Linked DNA regions of Rattus norvegicus: region 1 is linked to region 2. A link is a contact called in public Hi-C data. All regions are on one chromosome and are shown on one strand. The core of a region is the stretch at or near the end of the contact, and the rest is flanking DNA. Distances in the headings are between cores, read along the strand shown.

Region 1 (6,811 bases), core at 95-2,594, 60 kb after region 2:
GTACGGGAAAGTCTACGGTTCTGTACCAAACCACAAGTGTTTTAAACCATCTCCAACCAGGCGGCAGCAACCAGGTTCCCCGCCCCATCCCTACAACCAACCAACCCAACCAACCACCCCGTCTCCTGTTTTCTCAAGCCTCAACCCACTGCTCCCAATTACACCATCCCCACTGGTCCCGAGTAAAACCAAACTCCCTCCACTGCAAACGCGCCACACCTCCGCCCTTCTCACCTCTCTTTCCCCCAAACTTGGACGCATTCGTCACCCCCTTTAAACTACAATGGTATGCCTCAGTCCCTCAACATTCTGAAAAGTCCCACAGACAAGGACTCAACCTGCACGCGCGCGCGTACACACACACACACACACACACACACACACACACACACACACACACCCGTAATCGACCCCCCCAGAACACGAACCAGGGCCAGCACTCTTCGAATCCCTAGAGCAGAGTACCAACCCTTACAAAGACTGCCCATGCCCCACTGCTACCGACGACTTCCTTTCCAGAATGTGGTCATCCGAACCGACTCCCCCCTCGGCCGTGCAGGGCTCCCTCGGCGCAGGGCCTCTGCCCACCGTGGAGGCGGCCGCTCCTCCCTCACTACTTGCAAGTTGTGCCTCTTACCACCTGTTCTCGCCAGAGTGGGGTACACCTCAGCCCGGGGCCGCCTCTGCCCACCCTCTCCAAATCCCCCCCCTGCTCGCCTGCACCCGCGCCAGTCGGTTCCGCCGTGCCGCTCCGATGACCGCCCCTCCCCCGGGCTCCGAGGACGCCCGCCGCCCGCACCCCGGCCCTGCGAGCACCTGCGGCCCGGCCCCCCCAAAGCCCGCACTTACCACGAATAGGTCTGCTCCGCCATGGTGCTGCCTCTCGGGGCTCCGCGGCTCGCTCGGCCGGCGGCAGAGGGCGCGGCCGGGGGCCCGGCGGCTCGCTCGCACGGCGGACGGGCACTCGGGCTCCGACGGACTCCGACGGGCCCGGCTCCCTGGGCCCCGGCGCGGGCCCGGCTCCGCGCTCGGCCTCGTCAGCCGCGGCGGCGGCGGCGGCTCCGCTGCGGCTCCAAACCCAACATGGCGGCGGCGGCGGCGGCGGCGGCGCGGAGAACAAGGGCCCGGGGCGGGCGAACGGTGGCTCGGGCCCGCGCTCAGTGCGCGCCGGGCCGCGGGAGCGCCGCGCTCGGGCGGCGGCGGCGGCGGCCTGGGGACATGGCCGGCGGCGGCAGCGGCGGCAGCGGCGGCGGCGGCAACGGCTGAGGGGGGCGCTAGGCGGTGAGGCGAGGCCGCTCGGAGCACACCCGCCGAGGGAGGAGGGAGCGGGCGGGGGCGAGCCCCGGCCGCGCGTCACGTGCCCAAAACACGCTCACGTGACCCTGGAGACCCGCCCCTCGCGCGCGGCCCATGCGCGGAGCTCTAGCTCAGCCCGGGCTGGAGGCTACGGTTAGCGGTCGCTGTGTGATAGGCCCCTTCGTCCGGGTCCCGGTGCGCGGCGGTTGACTGCCACTCAGCTGTCAACCTTCCATCAACAGTCGGCCGGCCTGGGTCCTCAACTGCCAGTCAGCTGTCACATGGCGGACCGAACGCTGCATTCGGGATCGCGTGCTCCGCGGTTCCCTGGTTCGTTTCGGCAAACATCCCTCGCGGCGCCAAGTCAAATGCTACTTGCTCGTCTTCCTAGAACAGATCCCAGCGGATCCTTGTTGAGTGCCAGCTAGGCGTCAGCGCCTTCACCTGGGCCCTTGTCCTTACGTAGACATTCTCAGGGAAGAGGTATGGGTTGTTCAAGACGGCTAAAGCACGAAGATTATTTCAGAGTCATGAAGCTATTAATAAAGTCATGGAGAGCAATTAGTAGAGAATAAAGGAAGGGTGCAGGCTAGTTTAGATAGATAGGGTGAATGGGCGTAACTCAGTTGGTAGAGTGCTATGTGTACACCATGTCTTGGGGTGGGGGGAGGCCTTTAATCCCAGCAAAGGCAGGCATACCTCTATGAGTTCAACGCCAACCTGGTCTACATAGTGAGCTCCAGGCCAGCCAAGAATACATAGAATGGCCGGTTGGGGATTTAGCTCAGTGGTAGAGCGCTTGCCTATCAGGCGCAAGGCCCTGGGTTCAGTCCCCAGCTCCGAAAAATAGAAAAAAAAAAAAAAAAAAAAAAAAGAATACATAGAATGGCCCTATATCGAATTAATAAGAAAGACAGGGAAAAAAGCATATAGCTAGAGATGAAGACGTATATCTAAGAAAGCTACATAGTGTATGTTTTTGACCACATGACATTCTGGAAAAATAACTATGGAAACAGCAAAAAGGTCACTGGTTATCAGGCTGAAGGGACACATGGAGGATTTTTAAAGCAATAAAACTAGACTCCACGACACTGTGATCCCAGAACTGTAGGTGGGGGTTGGGGGTAAGCCAGCAATAGATCAGGGTCAATCTCAGCTATACAGGGAATTTGACTTATGGGATTTGACACAAAATGTAAGACTAGCCTGAGCTAGTCCTAACCTCAGGAGCCTAGACCAACCTCAGGAACCTAGACCAGCCTCAGGAACCTAGACCAACCTCAGGAACCTAGGCCAACCTCAGGAGCCTAGGCCAGCCTCAGGAACCTAGACCAGCCTCAGGAACCTAGGCCAGCCTCAGGAGCCTAGGCCAACCTCAGGAACCTAGGCCTCTGGGAAAGACGGGACGGTACAATGACCTGACCCCCTCCCCCACCAAGACGTATCAGAGAACATTTTCTCAGGAGTGGGACATCCTCAAACCACAAGAGGCTTAGCAACAGAAAAACCATTCCGGCAAGGGAGCGTCACAGAGCAAGACAGTAACAGGAATGTCTGGGCTGAGCTTGGAACCAGGCACGGGATGGAGGAACTACTGTAGGTCGTTGAACAGAGACACTAAAACGATGGGTGGAGGCCAGGCTCTCAAGGGCTTCCTCCTCAGTTTCTGTGCTTTTTCCGAAGGAAAAGACGAGGTCTGGGGACCATGCTGTCCCCAGAAATCCTATTTCTTCCTCCCTTTACAGAGCAAGTCTGGAGTACCTACACTTTGAAGTACTCTATGGCTCGCCCAGCATTTGGCCAGACTCTGTTTCTACTTTAGTTTCCCTACCCAGGCTTACAGAGAATGCCACACCCCAATCTGTCTCCAAATAGATCGGTGGGCCACTACCCTACACAGCTGCTGCTTGACTGTTCTCCAAGGTGAAGCCTTTCACAAAAAGGCCAAATACACTGCTCCTGTCTACTTTCCACCCCCACTTTCCCCTCACACCAGGTGCTGGGACCAGCTGAGTTCTAGGTGTCTCCTCCTGAACATCATCAGAGAGCCCAAGAAAAGGTGTAGGAGAGGGTTTATAACCCAAGGTCTCAATAAAACCATCTTTTTCTACCTAGAAAGGTACCAGCCTTCAATCACCTGCCCAGCCACAATGCCTAGGCATTTGTGCTGGGGAGACCAAACAGGATAGCCCAAATTTTTAACATTCACGGAAAAAAATTCTAGGTACTTCTACAAAAAGTCAGCTGTGACCTTAAGCGTGGCACAGTCACTCCAAGTCTCCAAGCGGAGTGACTAGGAGTTTCAGATCCCATGGGAAAGACCCAGAGCCAAAAGCAGGTGTGGCTGTGGGAGGGCTCAAAACTTTCTCAAGGGAGTTGGGAACAAAACAGACCAGACACGTCGATAATGAAACAGAAATGACAAGCAGGTGCCTCTGGGCAATTCTCTTAGGCTTTGATTCCCCATGAGTCACAGAAGATTTAGCCAAGTGAGAAGTTAGTCTGAGGTGAATGGAGCATAAGTGACTTGAGACAACAAAGCCAAGCCTCACTCGAACAGAAGACTGCGCTAACCAGAGGCTCCCAAAGCGTTTCTCAGGAAAACACCCAAAGTCTATGACCAGAACCAAATCGCCCTTGGTGGGGCTGGGAAGGTTGTCCAGACCCCATGACCCCTGTGTGCATAGTCCCTCGAGATGGAGAGAGAGCCCAGAGCCTGGTGACTCGAGCATCCGAGGCCAAGACTGTCGGGATGCAGGAGGCATTTCCGGGTCACCGTGAAGATCTCCGAGCAGTCCTCTGGGAAGGCCAGACTGGAATAAACCAGAGCCCTAGCATTGGCTGGAAACGGCCCAGCCTGTGGTACTCAAGAAGTGACTTTCAGTGTCCGTGCCAGAGACACTCAGCTCCAAGCTTGTGCAGCCCCAGGCGTATCCCTATCACGCTGAGCCTCGGCCAGGAGTCAGGTGTGTTTGGCAAGAGTTCAGGTGTTGGCTCTCTCTGCCCCCTCCCCCAGGAGGGGTGCTTTGCTCTCCTCCAACCCCACACCCCCTCCAAGATGAGAAGGCCATAGCTTGTGTAATATTTGTTGAAAGAGACCATGAAAGTGCCTCTAATTATCCCCATGGTAATTATAGGATGGTTCTATCCACTGAGCTTGTTCAAAGAAGACTTGGAGAGCCTCCCAGGACGCTTATTCCGCCTCAGGCACAGACTCCCGGGAGCAAGCACCGCCAGGCCCAGCTTGGGCACGCTTCTGTGAGGGTCGAAGACCCAGGTGTGGCCTGAGCCCTACCTGTCCTCAGAGCTGGTGTCTCACTTGTGTCTTCTCCCTGACACTGCACCAAGAGGCAGGGGTAGCCGGCCTTCCCCAGAGACCTGCCTGACAGACCCACCCCAATGTCTTCTCTTTTGCTTCCATTTTCTGTGGTAAGGTCCAGACAGTGTCCTTACTCAGCCTACTTGTAACTTTCCAAAGTCAGTTCTCCCCTTCCACACACGTGGGTCCTGGGTACCCAACTCAGGCACCAACACGGGTCAAGCTTGGCCGTGTATAGCTCTGCAGTAGAACATGTTTTGCACACACAAGGCCCTGGTGTGAAATCCTCAGTACCAAGAGAAAAACAAGCAAGCACATACATACAGAAAGAGGAAGAACAACATCAAGCTACAGAAAAAAAAAAAAAAATGGTGGGAAAGTACCAAGAACTCTCTGCCACACAGCTTCCCCTATTGGATCCACCGGCAACAGTACCATTTCCCTCCACATTGTAAGTTCCGTAGACTTGAGCAAGCATGTCGCTGGTATGTGTGCACCGTTACAGTGTCACGTGGACTAGTGTTGTCTTAAAAACTCCCAAGCTGTGCCTATTCATCTGTCTGCTCAGCCCCTGAGGAGCAATGATCCCTTCACTGTTTCCATAGTTTTAATCTTTCCAGAATGTCACGTGATGGGAACAGCATGCGCTATAGCTCCCTCAGATAGGCCCTCACACGCAGCCTTCCTCTGGGCCTCATGTCTCCTGGTCAGGACTGAGTTTCTGATCCTCCTGCTGGGACCTCCCTACCAACACACCTAGAGCCCCTGGTATCGGAGACCTCCCTGACCCGGGGCCATATGAGTGGACCATAAAGATGCTAATCAACCACAGTACACGTCCAGCCCTCTCAGTGTCTTGTCATGGCTTCTTCACAGATTTAAAAAATTACATTCATCACGCATATGAGCGTTTTCCTTGAATGTTACCCAGGGGGCAAAGGTTCTCAACCTGTGGGGCCCTGACCCCCTTGGGGGTTACATTAGACATCCTGTGTACCAGACATGTACCTTACAATTCAAACCAGTAGCAAAATTGACGTTAGAGGGCAGCAATAAAATAATGGTTGGAGGTCACCACAACGTGAGAAAATGAACTAAAGGATCTCGGAGTTAGGAAGCTTGAGAGCCAGCGTCAGAGAAGATGGCGGTGAAATTCCACGGCAGTGCTGAGAGCGGGGTCTGAGCCAGCAGCAAGGGTTCGTCACTGCCGAGCCAATTCCCTGTCCCAGACTCGTCTTAATCCGAGACAGATTCTTAATCCAGAGTAGGGTGGGCTCTGGTGGTAAAATGTGTTTGCTTTGCCTGGCACAAACAAAGCCCGGACTTCGAGCCCCATTACCCTATAAGATGTCAAAATATAGTCCCAGCGTTTGAGAGGAGGAGGCAGGAGGATCAGCGGCAGAACGACATCCTCACACACAGAAAGTTGAAGGCCAGCCTGAGCTACATGAGTCCTTGTCAGAAATAAAAACAAAGCAAGGTCTGTGGAATGGTTCAGCGGGTAAAGGCGCTTGCCACCCAGCCCGATAGCCTGTGTTCGATCCCCGGAACTCACAAGATGAAGGAAGAGCCCCTCCTCCAGAGAGACATCCTCTGGCTTCCACAGGAGCGTATGCAAGTGTTCAAAAGCAAACCCAAACCCGTGGGCCCCCGCACTCCGAGTCAGGGTCCTAGGTCACCAGCTGATATCAACATGGTACCCACAGGTCCTCTTCCGCCACCAAGTGAGAGTTTATGACCTCAGAACCTGGGGCTTCTTCCGGGTCTCACTGAAGGAGGTCTTGGCTGCTCCCAGGCGTCGGGAATTAGGAAAAGATGACAGTGAACATTCGCATGCAGACTTTGTTTGGGCATATGTGCCACTTATTTGGGTTTTTGCAAACATATTGTTTAATTTCCCAAACACTTATGGCTTTTCCCAGATATCTTATTGTTGGATCTTTCTAATTGAACACATTCTGTAAGATTTCAACGTTCGGAAGCTCCATTAAAAATGTGCTTATGGGGGTTGGGGATTTAGCTCAGTGGTAGAGCGCTTGCCTAGGAAGCGCAAGGCCCTGGGTTCAGTCCCCAGCTCCGAAAAAAAAAGAACCAAAAAAAAAAAAATGTGCTTATGACCTGGTGTCTTTTATTTTTGCCGTTACTCTTTGCTCAGTTAGAATTGCATAACTTGGGCTGGAGAGATGGCTCAGC
Region 2 (7,248 bases), core at 3,010-5,509:
GACATTTAGGGTTTTTTCCCTCAACTTTTAGCTATCACAAGTAATTCTTCTTTGTACGTCTTTGATATTTCAGTGTGTGTGTGTGTGTGTGTGTGTGTGTGTGTGGTCTCTGCCTGCGTGTATGACTCCCACATCTGTGCAGCACTCTCAAAGGCCAGAAGAGGGCATCAGAGCGTCAATGAACAGAGGTCAGAGGTCTGCTCCAGAGCTACAGATGGCTCCTGGCCTGACGTCATGTGGGCGCTCGGAACCTGCACAAACCTGAGGCTCTGATAAAGCAGCCAGTGCTCTTAATCACTGAGCTATCTCCAGCCCATAATATCATTATTACTATTTTGAGACAGAATCGAGACAGAGTATCGCTTTGTAGCTGAGGCTAGAGGAAGTCGCTCTATGGCAACTTTCCTTCTTAAGTTCCCACACACCGAGATGACAGCTGTCCTTGTGTCATGGGGTGACATTTCCTCCCAAATTTCATCCAGTCCCACCATGCCAGCTCTTGTGCTCTTCAACGGGAATTATGCCTGGATACTAAGAGCAGTCATGAGTTTGGCATACAGCAGAGGAAAAGCAAAACTCCCCCCCCAGGCCCACCTTCTGAGTGAGGGCAGCGAGCTCAGCAGCCATGGAAGACTGCCTCTAGGACCTGGACCACCAAGTCTGGCCTGCCATTTCTTTCTCTTCCTCTTACTACTTCTGGCCATCACAGCTGAAGAAGGCAGAGGCATTCTTCAAACCTGCCTTCCCCACTACAGTCTGTCAAAGCAGATGCAGCAGATACAGGAGGATGGGGAGGCCTGACTGCCCGCAGTTCCCAGGCAGTGTCAGAGGAAGGGCAGCAGGTCGAGTGCTTCTCAGACAGGGGCAGATCTGCTTTGCCGTTTCTCCCAGAACTGTTGCATCTGCTCTTATCTGTCCCACCTCACCTTTGGCCCTGATACTGGCATGCTCTCCAGAGCTCCAGGGATGTGACGGGAGCCTGTACGCATGCACCCGAGAGCCACACTGCTGGGCCCAGGAGCGCTGGGGCTTAGTCTGTGAGCTGTGTCCATGTCACAGACATACTCCCCAGGAAACACAAGAGGACTGGTCTTTTTTACACTAGGTGTGGCCAGGGTTTCATCTTGAGCCATCCTGGTGGCTGTTTCCTGAGTTCTAATGCGCCAAGTGCTGTAGTCTCCTGGAGGTTCTTGCACCTTTGGCTGTTGGGCAGAGCACTGTTTGAGTTGTGAGCTTTGATGTCTGCTGTGGGTCCCACGGCCTTCACTACTCCTTCACTTCCATGTTTGTTTGCTTCCACAAACTCCTCCACTCTTGGGTCTTTTGGAAGAAGGCAACTGTGATCTTTCACACACCTCCATCTGGTCACTTTATCCTTTAACTGGTCCAAAATCCTCTTGCCAACATCTTGGCACTAACTAAGCACCAATCTTTTGAGAGCCAACCCTCAGTTCCTGTTGTGGCCCATATCTTTAGTCCTTATCTGTATAGAGGCAGAGACAGGTGGATCTCTGAATTCAAGACCACCCTGATCTAGTGAGTTTCAGAACAGCCAGGGCTACACAGAGAACCCCTGTTTAAAAAAGCAAAAACCAAACCAAACCAAACAAACAAAAAACAAAAACAAAACAAAAGACCCTTTCCCATACTGTCCTTCAACCTAAAATGATGGGGCACTGTATGGCGAGTGCTGACTCACGGAGGATTTTCTTTCTTAGTATTTTCCAGTCTGCATCAAAGAGAACTGTACTGTACTGTATGATAGGTACCTGTGAATTCTCTTGGTGTCTGGGCCTCAGTGCATAATGGAAAGGGTGCATAGTCTGACACAGGAGGCCAACTTAAGAAAACGACTAAGAGGTGCATGACCCTCATGTGACCCTGATAAATAACAAGAAATAAAACTGACATTAGCAGATACTTCCTTCCATGAGATTTTAGTTAGAACACTACATGCTTCTCTTTGATTTTGTGATGCAGTGTGCCAGACTATAATCTGTCTTACTTATATCATTTGCAAATATGCTGCACCATATTGGACTTTAGAAGTAAAGTTCTTGGGGCTGGAGAGGTGGCTCAGTGGTTAAGAGCACTGGCTGCTCTTCCAGAGGTCCTGAGTTCAATTCCAGCAACCACATGGTGGCTCACAACCATCTGTAATGGGATCCGATGCCCTTCTCTGGTGTGTCTGAGGACAGCTACAGTGTTCTCATATACATTAAAAAATAATATTTAAAAAAAGAAGTAAAGTTACAAGTATGTGACTTAGCTTGAAGATAAATTATGTAATACATCAATCTGAAAATCAGATTTCACACTGGGTTTAATGTGGTTCCTAGTAAATTACTGGTACAGACTTTATTTCATGCAAAGATTTTAATATCTATGGACAGACAATTTTAAAGGCAGTCTCTGTGTAGCCCTGGCTGTCCTGAAACTCCCTCTGTAGACCAGGCTGGCCTCATACTCACAGAGGCCCACCTGCCTCTGACTCTTTCCACGTAAGTGAGTCTACTTCACTGTCTTTGTTGTGTTCACTTCCCAATCTGAAGTAAAAACCAGGCAAGTGCGATTTGGATACGAAGTACATAGGAACTAAGTACAAGGAGACCGAATTCCGTGAGAGGAAAGGAGAGGGGCAGGCTTTCATCCCTGTCCCCCACCGGTGGGGTTGCAGGCACATGCCAGTAGGCCCAGGTTATTATGTGGTGCTGCCCACCTGAGCTCAGGACCCATGCTTGTGGGACAAGCACTTTTCTGACTAGGCCTTCTCCCTGGCCCCAAGTGCTTCATTATGAAATATGAAATAATATTCCACTGTATGGATAAATGATAACTTGTGTACAGATTCATCTCTATTTTAAAAAGGATTTGTATTCTTGTGGGATATTTTGAATCAGGTGACAATCCTAACACTTATCTCTCCAAGCACTTGAATGTACTCTCTCAGAGATATGTAATTAAGCAGTCATCGGGAGAACAGCTAGCAAGGTCACGGGCGGATGGACATGGCCTGTGCTTTATGGGGAAGGAGTGACCTCGGCAGCGGCAGCAGGTGCAAGCTCCTCGTACTTGGGCAACCGGCGGCGTTAGACTTAGAGCACAAAGTGTAGCAGACGGCAGGGTACAGATTGGATCGCACTGTTGGATCACGTGTGAGTGAGGGACTGGAGGTACGGAGAGGTCAGCTGCGGTGAGCGCATGGGGTGAGGGTGGGGTGAGGCTATCGAGGAGCACAGGACACGGCTTACTGTTATTGGTGCTGCTGCCGTTGAAAGGGCCAGAACTACTGCTGCTGTCTTTCTCCTTATCTTGGTTCTCAAAGTCCATATTAAGAGACCTGTGGGGGGGGGGGGGGGGAGAGAGAGAGAGAGAGAGAGAGAGAGAGAGAGAGAGAGAGAGAGAGATTGATTAACATTCAGCTTCAGTTCTGCGTAAGAGAAAGCAGCCATGGCAGTCCTGAGCCAGGGCTGCAAGTGCTGCTCCTGCGAAGAAAAGGACATCCTCTTCCCAACTGGGAAGCCGTCTACAACCCTTCAGTGTTCCTTCTCGAGCTGTCCCACTGTAATAAGGCACTCCAGTGCAGTTCAACTTGCCACAGTCTCTTAATTACTTTCCTATGATTAAAAATCTGGAAAGGGAAACTTTTATACCCATGTGACAGCTTTTAGAGAGGGTACAGGGAGGACCCTCTCAAAATAGCAAAAAGCAGGTGAAAACACCTGTGCTTCCAACAACACAATTACAAACAAACAAACAAACAAAGGCCACTCATGAGATGGAAGAAAATACCTGCAAATCATGTGACTGGTGAGAGGGGGCTTGTACAGAACAGTTAAAGTCAAAAGTCAGGTAACAGTGCAGGGTTGGATGCACAAGGCTGGGAGCCTCGTGCACTGAGGGGCTGACACTAATTGGGTCAGTCCGTCCAGCAGACAGTCCAACCACACACCTGCTTTTCCAGTTCAGTCTCCAGCGCTCTGAGAAGGCAGGTTTCTGTTGCCTGAGCCATCTACGCTACAATGTATCTGCTATGGTAGGACTATGTGTTACACATTCCAACCTGTTTCATGTCTTCTGACATGCCCAATATCAGCAAATATCTCAATAGATATTAAAGAAAGAGCATGTTTTGTTGTTGAGGCATTTCACAAATGACAGACTGAGCTAATAAAGAATACTTGCTCAGTCCAGACTGCTGTGCAACAGATGCCATGTCAAAGCTGGATGTGATGGCACACATCTGTCCTTCCGCACTGGGGTGTGGCGCACAATCTAGGTCAGCCAATCCAGCCCAACTGATGAGCTCAAGGTTCAGTAGAGACGGAGTGAGGAAAACCACAGTCTTCTGGCCTATCCATGCGGGTGCACGTACAGCATAAGCCCATGAGGGAGGAGGACATTAGCCCACACTCACTGTGCTGGCTCATTTTCTTCCTGCTTGCTTTGTACTGTTACAGAATGAAAGACACTGCTACCTTAAACTGCATTTGTGGGCTCTGTCTTCCTCTCTCTCTACCAGTGTCTCTGCTGGGAACACACACACACACACACACACACACACACACACACACACACACACACACACACACACAAGTACATTTATTTCATCTTGCTGCCAGCCCTGCTGCAGAGATGGTGTCAAAGGCAGCAGCTGAGGTGCTATAGAGGTGGTCACCCTCCCATGTCCCCACTAGACGGGGTTCCTCTGTATCAACCAGGCTGGCCTTGAACTCACAGAGATCTGCCTGTCTCTGCCTCCTGATGCTGGGAGGTCTTGTGTAACTACTATGGGCTTCTAGTTGCCTGAGTCTTGCTGAACTTCAAGCCTTGTTTGATCCTTGGGGTTACCACTACACAACACAAGAAATCTACCTGAGTGAAGTGGAGGGCTGTGTATCTATCTGTTCAAGGTGGCAAGTGCTTTATTTTCCAGCTTTACAGAGTTTGATCACTGGGCTGGGCTAGGATCCTGTCACAGCCCAGTACACTTGCACAGCCCACAGCAGACCTCAGCTGTTTAACTGCTGCCTTTGTGGGAAGACTTCTGTCTCAGGCCACCAGGACGACTGTGCCCTAACTTACTCGGTAACTTATTAACTCTACAGACTGCCCAGTACTTGGCTAGCCCTTGAACAGTCTGTCCTGACTGCACATATGACCACCCTCCTCACCCCAGCCAGACCTGTCTCACCACCATAATCGTGTTACTGCTCTACAATAACATGATATGATGTGTATCTATACACCCAATGTTACTGCCACACATTCCATTCAAACTGCACCCTGGCTACTTGCTTAACAAAGAGCACACTTGGGTTACTGAAATCAATGTTTAAATGAGCAACATGGGCTATAAGAAAGCTTAGCAGGCCAAGAGCTTGCTGTATAAGCCTGATTATGAATTTGATCCACATAAATATCAAGAGAGAGAATCAACTCTACCAAGATGTCTTCCACAATTGCCACAAACAAAAATTACTCACATACAAATATATAAACAAGGATAGAGTAAAAAACGAATACCAGAAAGAAGGAAATGGACATGGTGGAAGCACATGTCCAAAATCCCAGCAGCTGGGAGGCTGAGGCAAGAGAACTGCAAGTTGGTATCCAAAGTCTGAACCAGCCAGAGTTATAGGAGGAGATCCTTACCATCTAGGACTCAACAGAAGTAGTTGCAGGTCAAGCTTTAGGAGATGAATGACTCTCCAATGAGTGATGCACAGTCAGCATTCAAGACGAAGACCCGGGTTGGGGATTTAGCTCAGTGGTAGAGCGCTTGCCTAGGAAGCGCAAGGCCCTGGGTTCGATCCCCAGCTCCGAAAAAAAAAGAACCAAAAAAAAAAAAAAAAAAAAAAAAAAAAGACGAAGACCCAGGAAACGGCAAGTTTGAGGCCAGCCTGGGCTGTATAGCCAAGAAATACTGTCCTTGGCCAACAGAGTATCATCAGTGCATATAAGGGGGTCGGGGGGGAGTCTTCTGATTGTGGCCAGAAATGTTCTGAGTGCCAGAATAATAAAATAATAAGGTAGAGATTGTGTTTTCTAATTGTTTGTTTGTCTGTTTTGGGAGGGGACAGGATGTGCGGGACAGGGTGGTCAGACTATGTAACCAAACATGTTCTTCAACTTCTGACCCTCCTGCCTTGTGTCTCATGCTCAGCTTACAAGAGCTAACCCTAACTGCACTCCCTGCTCAGGTACTGGGCCGGCATGTGGTACAGTCAAGACGACTTTCTTTGTTCTGGGTTGGAATGGTACAGGAACCTCAGACAAGCTATGCAAATGCTCTAAAACCAAAGCACCACACTACAGACTCCAGCTCAAGATGTCTTTGGATTTTCAGAGTAACCCTATAGGCAGGGGACTACAAATCTCTATGTTTACTCATTGTTTTGTTCTACACCTCTTCAAAATCACTGAGTGTGCTCGCAAGCTGGTGTTGAACTCGCAGATCCACCTGCCTCTCTCTGCCTGGGAAGTGCTAGGACCGAAGGTGTGAACCACCACACCTGGCTTCAAATGGTATCGAAGGAGATGAAGAAGCAGATGTGGGCAAGGGAAAGGGAGCGACAGATGGACCTCCCAGACATCTGTGCTGTCAGGAGAGAAGGACAAGGGACGGCGCCATCTACATGTGAGGACCAAACCCAAAGGGGAGCCTGGATAAAGCCCATCCTGCTGACTTCTTAGATCTTGGACTTTCAGTCTCTAGAAGTAAAGCTCTCTGTCACCTAGGCAGCCAGTGTGCTGGGCCTTGTTAGGCAGCTCAGAGCTGCTGAGTTACCATCTCATGGTAGCAGCCTGACTTTTACCTACCTCCTAAACAAGGAAAAGTGACTAAGGGGTAATCACAATACAGAACATGCAAAATGATAGTGATGGTGGTGGTGGTGGTGGTGGTGGTGGTGGTGGTGGTGGTGGTGGTGGTGGTGGTGGTGGTGGTGGTGGTGGTGGTGGTAATGATGATGATACAAAGCTGGAGACCCGAGAGCCTTTATCCTCCATGAATACATTTAGTATGTATTTGCGCACGCATGGTGTATTGTCTAAGGGAACACACACCCATGTGAGCATTTATGGAGGCAGTCTCAGAGACAGGGTCAATTACTGGACTACACTGTCTGGGCTGAGCTGGCTGAATCTGCCTCCTACTTCTACCACCTAACCCTGGGGTTACCACAGCCACACGCAATTATACCTGTGTGCTGGGGATGTGAACTCAGATCCTTCTGCTTTCACAGC

Evidence for each region. Hi-C and Micro-C count contacts between places; a contact is called where the count stands out from the background.
Region 1: a contact with region 2 is called in a Hi-C map of liver, with 2.7 times the contacts expected there. The contact joins the promoter of Sppl3 here to the enhancer-like site in region 2. A contact is called at or near these places in 5 of 12 Hi-C or Micro-C datasets (Schwann cells, kidney and liver) and 1 of 1 datasets of contacts at active chromatin or transcription factors (oligodendrocytes).

What each region holds. Positions count from the first base shown.
Region 1 is chr12:47,259,412-47,266,222 of GRCr8, forward strand. It overlaps Sppl3 (signal peptide peptidase like 3), which reads right to left and starts at 1,345. Exons shown (of 11, transcript XM_003751200.5): 1 at 850-1,345. The coding sequence starts at 872.
Region 2 is chr12:47,196,227-47,203,474 of GRCr8, forward strand. Sppl3 (signal peptide peptidase like 3) reads right to left here. Exons shown (of 11, transcript XM_003751200.5): 3 at 3,252-3,340. Among named protein-coding and RNA genes, the nearest start is that of Acads, 46 kb to the left of the region's middle. Within about 2 kb of position 4,260, at least 8 of the 93 cell types and tissues checked have an H3K27ac peak or open chromatin away from gene starts, as enhancers often do. A contact at or near this core is called in kidney and liver, where this site is marked.